Regions from separate parts of the Mustela erminea genome. Here region 1 is linked to region 2. A link is a contact called in public Hi-C data. All regions are on one chromosome and are shown on one strand. The core of a region is the stretch at or near the end of the contact, and the rest is flanking DNA. Distances in the headings are between cores, read along the strand shown. Region 1 holds the start of SPIRE1 (protein spire homolog 1). Region 2 holds the start of PRELID3A (PRELI domain containing protein 3A).

Region 1 (3,917 bases), core at 903-3,402, 220 kb after region 2:
TTAAATAAGTCAAAGTTCTAAAATGCATTTACCTGACACACACACACACACACACACACACACTTTAATGTTTACGGGAAGTGAAAGAATTGATAACTAAAATCTTGAATGCTTTTTATTTTAATCAATTTAGATAAGGATTTGGATTAAATGTCATTTTACTGACTAATGAATTACATCTTTCACCTTAAGCATTTTGACATTTCCATCAACTTTCTAAAAGTGAGGGCGGATTATTTCTCTATGTTTTTAATATACTTGCCTCTCAAAAGACTGAAATATATAAAAACTGATAGGAGAAACCTATTATCAATCCCCTCATCATCATTTCCTCTCTGAGTAAGCGCTAGCTACATAATAATGTGTAGGTGATAATCTTGAAGAATTTACATTGGACAATAACCTAACTAAAACCCATTTTATGTTTATCTGACATCCTGTCAACTTTTGACTTGACAAGCCTGTTTTCTCATTGCAACAAATTTTAACACACAGGTAAATGGTAGCTATTTTTAACTTTCAAGAGCTAGAAATCATTATTTCGTCTCCTCCTGTTTCTCCCAAAATAGCAACATTCTCTTCGGGGCTTTTTATATTTCCAAACTGAAGGCATTTGTTACCAAATTAAAAAAAAAAAATACTATTAGCTGACTACTCATTCCGAAAGGTGTAATTTTCCTGACAGCAGAATTAACTATCCTTGACGAGATCTCACGTGAACCTTTCCTAGCACCTACCACATCACAAGTAAACAGCCCTGGCATGTAAGTATGTATACATAGCTTATCATGAAAAGGACCCAACCCACTCCATTTCCCAAACAAGACGGGGGCAGCTGTCCTATGACAGTCTGTGCAATTACCAGCACCTTGGGGAGGTCCGCGGCCCTACTCGGGGGGCGCAGGCCCGCCCGGACGCCCTTTTCACAACCCCTCTTTGTGCCGCTGCCCGTCCCCCCAGCCCCTGTTCTGACCTACGTGGAGCCCCGGCTAGACCACAGGGCCAGCACCACCACCCCCCGCCCCCCGCCGGCCCCAGGCCCTGCTCCTCCCGGCTCTCCCTGGGGAGGTGGGCGTTCGCCGGGCGGAAGGGCAGGACCCAGGCATTGCGAGGGAAAAGGGGGGCCGCGGTGGGGGTCCTCCTGTCGGAGGTGGGGGGCGCACAGCTGAAGGGCAGGGCCCAGGAAGACGAGGGAGAAAAATGGGGCCGCAGGGGGGTTCTCCCATGGGAGGTGGGGGTCGCGGGGCGGAAGGGCCTGGCCGGGGGCGTCCAGGGAAAAGGGGCCGCGGAGAGGGGTCTCGGTGGAGTCGCAGGTCGGCGGCCTCACCCGTGGCGGGGGGCGGCTCTCCCGCGTCGTCGGGCGCCAGGGTGACGGTGCCGTCCCTCCAGACGCGGATCTGCGCGGCTGAGCGCACGCGGCGACGGGGCTGGCGGCGGCCGGCGTCCGCGGCGCGCAGGGAGCCGCAGCACTGGTAGCACACGGCCCACGCCTGCTCCTCGTTGATGGGCTGGTTGTAGAGCCGCAGGATCTCCTCCAGGCTCAGCGCGTCCGGCGGGCCGCCAGCCGCCCCGGAGTCCGGAGGCCCCTCGCCGCCCGCCGGCTCCGCCCGGGGCTCCCCGCCGCCCGCCGGGCCCGCCGGCTGAGCCATCCCGCGGGTCGGCGCTGCGCTCGGCCGCCGCGCCGTGTGCCGGCGTCTCTTCAGCTCCGGAGCATCGTCTCGGCGCGCCGCCGCCTCCTCATCCCCGGAACCGCCCCGCCCAACCTGGCCGCACGCGCCGCCGTGGGGGACCAGGCGGGGGACTGGGCGAGGGCCCGGCTGCCGTGGGCGAGCGAAGAGCGGCGAGGACGCCGCGGCCGTCCTGACCAGGCCGCCGCTGCCGCCGGCCCGTAGCGACGCGATGGCGTCCGCCGGCCCCGCCCCGCGCCTCGCCGCGCGCTCAGGCCCGGGGCCGCGGAGCCGCCCCGCCAAGGGTCCGCACGGCCCGCAGCTCGGGTGTGCGCTCCGTGGCCAAGCTGACCGCGCCGACCGCAGCGATCCCCCGCCGCGCTGGGAGGCCACTGGCGCTGGATTCCCCCAGGAACTGACTCGCTGGGAGGCTAATTTGGAGTTCGGACCCAGCCTGTAGCAAATTCCTAATAAAGGTCTCTGAAACCGCTCCGGCTTCCCCCGCCGCCGCGCCTGCTCCCGCCCACCCCCGGGCGGTCGGCTGGGCGCGGGTCCTGCGCCTCTTTCAAGCCTCCACACGGTTTCTCCTGACCAGCCGACTTCGTACTGCCCCCGGCCTCGCTCCTTCATCATCCCCCGGATCCTCCTCTGCTCTTTTTGGGGTAGTTGTCGCCATCGATATACCGTATAATTTACTTAGATGCACTGTTTATTGAATAGGTCCTCCCATTTTCATTGTAAGCTCCCTGAGGACAGGGACCTTTATGGGGTTTGCTCACTGACTTCTCCCAAGTGCGTAGATGAGGGCCTGGGATATAACCATGTTGTAAATAATTTGTAGACATTAGGTTCAGCGTCCTTCCGGATTCATTTTGTAACGTTCGCACAACTCCTCCCTAAGGATGTCTCCAGTGATCACACTCATCATAGTCCAGTGAGCCCAGTATGTTCAGACGATGTGGAATTAGTATCAGAGTGGCAACATTGAACTGAGGGGAACAAGCCGTAGAAGAAAAGAAATACTGCACTCCCCAGAACCTCGCTGACTTCATTAAGTTATGCAATATAACATCATTCTTAGATAAAATAATCACTCATTGGTAAGCGAATTTAATTGGTAACTTTCCATTCTGAGGCTAGTGCTAAGAACCAGAGAGAGTTTAAAGTATCAATCGAGTAAGAAATTTACAGTAATTACCAATTAAACTTTTAAGGCAGCTTTGTGTGTAATATTAGATCCCACACTCTTAACCATTGCATCTTGCACTAAAAATTACAAGAGTCTATTACCAATGCTTAAGATATCACAGTACATACAGCAGTAGTAGGGAGAAGAGAGAAAAGCAAAAGGTATTTTAAAAGAGTAAGGAATTGAAAGGGGGAGAAAAAAGCTTCTTCCTAATCACCTTATTATAATTTCACTACAAGAGATACAAAAAAAAACCCTTAAGCAATATTATAGGTTCATAATCCCATTGTAAAAATGCCCCTATGTGTGCCAAATCTTGAGAAGAAAAGCCTAATTCCTTATATGATACAGATCGGATGGATAGATATGGATATATAGATACATAAAATCTTTTGATTGAAAAACTGGGAAAACATATCCAAATTTTGCTACCTTAAAAGTTTAGATTCTGTGTGAATTCTGAAAATACAGAGGGCTTTAAAACAGTTTGAACAATGAACAGCTAAACGGTCTACTCTTGTGGACAACACTACCATCTCGTGGCCTTATGGGATATTGCTGTTCCATTGCACTTGGACAACTACAACAAAAATCACTTATGTATTTGTCCTTATCTTTACTCCCTCCACAAAACACAAGTCAAATGAATTAATCAACTAATGAATCCATGAGCCAGTCCCTTGCTACTCCTGGTACAGGGCAATAAATAAATTTCCAAGTAAAGGTAACTGAAAGGAAGAAGGAAAGAAGTGGACATGAAGAAAAAGAAAAATCCAAATTTCACCTGAAATGTTATCGTTAAAAGATGTATTCTTTAAAACAAATTCACAACAGAAAGAGTTTTTCCTTTCTTTTTAAAAAAGATTTTATTTATTTATTTGAGAGAGAGAGCATGAGGGGGGGAGGGTCAGAGGAAGAAGTAGATGCCCTACTGAGCATTAGCGGGATTAGCTGAAGACGGTTGCCTAACCAGCTGAGCCACCTAAGTGCCAAGATTCTTTCCTTTCTTAAGTGATAATTTTTAAATATACATTTTGGGAAGAAAAACAATATGGCATTGA
Region 2 (3,990 bases), core at 208-2,707:
CCTGCTTCAGCAGTTCCACCATGGGCCTCATCAGCTGGGCGGCCCATCTATCAAACAGACAGCATTGCTCTGTGGGCTCTCTACCTAACTGCCCCTAGAAAGGACAGAACCTGCTCCTCTTTTCAGGATGCCAAGGTAAGGCCTGGCAATGGCCCGTGCTGGTTTTTAGCTCCATCCCTTAGTGTGTGAACACCAAGAGAGCTTTTCTACTGCCTGGAACCTCAGTTTACTCATCTATAAAGCAGGCACAGTGGTATCAACTTTGGAAGATTACTGTAAGGTTAAAGACATATAGATGGTAAAGGTCCATGTGAGTAGATGATAGCCTACCTACGTCTTCTGACTGGTTCCATGAGCTCTTTCCACTTCACTGGCTTATGGCACAAACGTGTCCCAGATGCCCAGTCAGTGCCAAGTGTTGTGCTAAGTGCTGGGATTCCGTAGCAGGCCAGATGAGGTCCCCTGCCCTCACACCCCATCACATTTGGGGCAGGTTTCTCTTCTTCACAAAACAAGCACCTGCTTCTTTGCACCTGGACTTTGGTTGTGGTAGTGCAGAGTAAATACAAATCTAAAAAGGAAAAAATTGATTTTTCCATGGTGTAAAAGGAAAAGAGCCTCTCCTTTCCTTTCTTAAAGATCATTTACTCTAGAAAACTTGTAAATTCTTTGTCCTTTTGGAGATGAGTGTAAATATTTTTTAAAAAGCTAAATAGAAAAAAAAAAAAGGAAAAAAAAAAAGTTAAATAGGCCTTTTGCCAGTTCTAAACCAGAAACGTTCTTTCTCAAGGTCCTGGGAGCCATCTCTCTGAAATGTTAACTTTATTTCCAGGAGAACTTGACTTCAAACCCACCTTCTATGGTACCACATGAGAATTCTATTGCAGCTTTGGATAAAGACAATTAGCAAACAAAACAGTCACTCTAATTACCAGGTAAATTTAGGGTGAACTCTGAGTGAAAAAATGTCTGTCCAGTCCTCTAACTTGAGACCATGATGTAGGTGTCGCACCTTCCTTGTCCACATAAAAGCGCGAGATTTCTTGCTGTCTCTGCAATATCTTTAGGGGACCGCCCTCAACTGTTTTCTTCCTCTTCTCTTCCCTTGGGGAGTTTTTGGGGGGTCTGGCAGATTTTGTTTTTCTTTATACTTAACCAACAGTAAAAACCAGGCTGGCTGGAGAGCGCTTTGTTACAATTTGGACAACCTGAACGATGAGCATTAGCGCCTCACCTTCCATCCCTGCATTTTCAGCCGGTGCTGTCCCCGCATCTCCCTGCCGTAGCGCAGATCCCCCATCCGCGGCCACAGCCGAGTCCCGCATCCCTATTTTTAGCTGCCACAACCCTCGTGGCCAAGTGACAGGCAAGCGGGGCGGTGCCCGAGAGCGCCCGGCCCCGCCCAGCCCCACCGCGCCCCGCCCCTGCCGCGCGCGCCCCGCCCCCGTCCCGCCCCCCACGCGCCGGGAGGGAGGAGCCGGGCGCGCCACAGCAGGCGCGCGGAGTCCGAGCCGGTAGCCCGCGCCCTGCGGCCGGCGGCCGGCGGCGATGAAGATCTGGAGCTCGGAGCACGTGTTCGGGTGAGGTCGGGCGGCGGGCCACGGTGGGGTCCGGACCGGCGCCTGCTCCTGCCCCCGCGGCGGCCGAGGAACGGCTGGACCCCAGACCGGGCCCTCGCCGAGCCCGCCCAGCCCCGCGCTGGCCGCTCCCAGACCGCGGCCCTGGCATCCTAAAAAGAGGGGGCAGGCTCTGTCCTTTCTAGGGCGTCGTTAGGTAGAGAGCCGGCGGAGTGGTGCAGTCTGTCTGATGGAGGGGCCGCCTGACTGACGGAGGCCGGTGGTGGGATTGTCGCAGCTCGGGGGCCGGGGGCGGCCTTTCCCTGGGGGGCTGGCGGAGGGCCGAGGCGCGGGGACGGATCTCAGCCACCCGAATGAGGCCGGACGGCGCGGGCCGGCGAGTGCGCTGGGCGGCGGGGCGCGCTGGTGTACTCGGAGGCCCGGGGGCGGGGGGACGCGGCGGGGAGGGGGCCTCGGAAAGTGACAGCCTTCTTTCCTCAGCCCACCCAGGAGCAGGCCCGATCTCGCCTGTACCATGCGCTCTTTGGGGCAGGGCGCGCGGTATCCTAGGGAGAACAGGGGCCTGGGGAGCGGGCCCGGTCCTCTGCTGAGATTGTGCTGTGCCATTGAACCCAGACTCTAAGCTGTGAGCTCGGCAGGAAGCCAAATGTGGAGAAGGCTTGTGGGGGGGTCTTTCATCCTGAATGCACTTGTGGGCATGGAAGGCCTTCAAGCCAGCATGGAAAACGAACTGTTCTAAGAGTACCCTCGTGACCTAAATGGTATCTTCTAAGTCACTTTGGTATGTGACACTATACAATTATCCTTTAAGATTTTTTAAAGGAACACAGATTTTAAAGATTCCTTGATCCCACTTGGAGAAGCATTTTGTTTTGGGGAAAACAAAACAAAACTGCGTGAAGTGAAATTGTCATCCTTTGGCCTTTTTATGTAAAATTATTACAATAAAACTTTATCGAGTGGTTTAAAACCTCTGAAATTATTTCTAATGAAATCTTTAGAGTTTATGAGATTCATTTTGAGTGTTGATTTTTGTATGGTCTGCAGTCTTTCTCAACTGGGCTTCCCTGAGAGATCCGGTGAAAACCCCAGTGAGAATGACTCCAGAGATTCTTTTCTCAATTTTGGAGATAACCGGCACCATCCGAATGCAGAGGGAAGACGTTAAATCATTGAAACTGTGTGCCCAGGCAGTGGGGCTTAGTGTTCTCCCTGAACACCTGAGAAGGACTGCCCTAAAAGTTCTTGAAATGTTGGTTGACAAGCAGAAGTGAATGGTCAGCTATGGAAAGTCACTGTTGATAAACTTCACCCTCATAAAGTGTATGATTCAACAATTCTTAGTCAATTTACAGAGTTGTACAACCATCACCATAGTCTGGTTTCAGAATATTTCCATCATGCTACAAAGACTATTCCCATTCCCATTCCTCATTCCCATTCCCAGGCACCCGCCACTCATTCCCAGCCCCAGGCAACCACTAAGCTGCTGTTTCTATAGATTTGCCTTTTCCAGAAATTTCACCTAGAAGTCGTAATACAATATGTGGTCATTTGTGTCTGGCTTCCTTTACTCGGCACATTTTTTTGAGGTTCATTGGTATGGCATCCTGCATCAGTCCTTCATTCCTTACCTTATTCATTTTGTGTCGCTGATACTCTTCTGGTGCCTGACATACAGTAGGTGCTCAGTGAGGGGGTGAGGAATCTCAAGGAAACCGGGTGCCCTTCCAGAATGAGGGCAGCTGTCCACCAAAAGAATCCCAGGAGGCCCCCAAGTTGCTGTGGACTAGGTGCTGACCATCTGCCATTGGTTTTTGAACAACTGCTGTTGATTTTTGAACTTCATATTGGCAAACGTGGCTGAGGACGGTGGTAGGTAGGCCTTTGTGGCAGACAGGTGGCGAGTGAGGTGTTATTCTGTGACAACAGGCCCTCTGTAGGACAGTATGAAATTGGAAGCCTGGCTTTCTAGCTAGGCTTTATTAATGAGTTTCCGTTTGCTTAGTCCTTAAAATCACTGATCCACCCTCCCCTTCGGGGATTATAAACCTTTCTTTTCCTTTTTATACTTGTTTACTTTTTATATATTTGTGGTGCTGACAGGTGACTCGTTGATTGGAGTTTCATAAACATACTCTTGAAAGGCAAGAGATAATCAGGCACAAAAGCTTTGGCATTTATCAAGTTTTCCTCTTGTGTCCACATCCTGAAGAAACCCCAGGACCCAGGGGTGCCTGGGTGGCACAGTTGCCTAAGCGCCCAACTCTTGGTTTCAACTCAGTCATGATCTCAGGGTCATGAGATCGAGCCCCACATCTGGCTTTGTGCTTGTTGCAGAGTCAGCCTGGGAATCTCCCTTCCTCTCCCTCTTATTCTCTCTCCCTCTCTCTCTAAAACAAATAAATCTTAG

Evidence for each region. A called contact is a pair of places that touch in the nucleus more often than the background predicts.
Region 1: a contact with region 2 is called in a Hi-C map of fibroblasts, with 7 times the contacts expected there. The contact joins the promoter of SPIRE1 here to the promoter of PRELID3A in region 2. A contact is called at or near these places in 3 of 3 Hi-C or Micro-C datasets (fibroblasts, skeletal muscle and spleen).

Annotation. Positions count from the first base shown.
Region 1 is chr13:60,624,212-60,628,128 of mMusErm1.Pri, forward strand. It overlaps SPIRE1 (protein spire homolog 1), which reads right to left and starts at 2,153. Exons shown (of 18, transcript XM_032309249.1): 1 at 1,328-2,153. The coding sequence starts at 1,649.
Region 2 is chr13:60,403,843-60,407,832 of mMusErm1.Pri, forward strand. PRELID3A (PRELI domain containing protein 3A) reads left to right here and starts at 1,458. Exons shown (of 6, transcript XM_032310761.1): 1 at 1,458-1,580. The coding sequence starts at 1,549.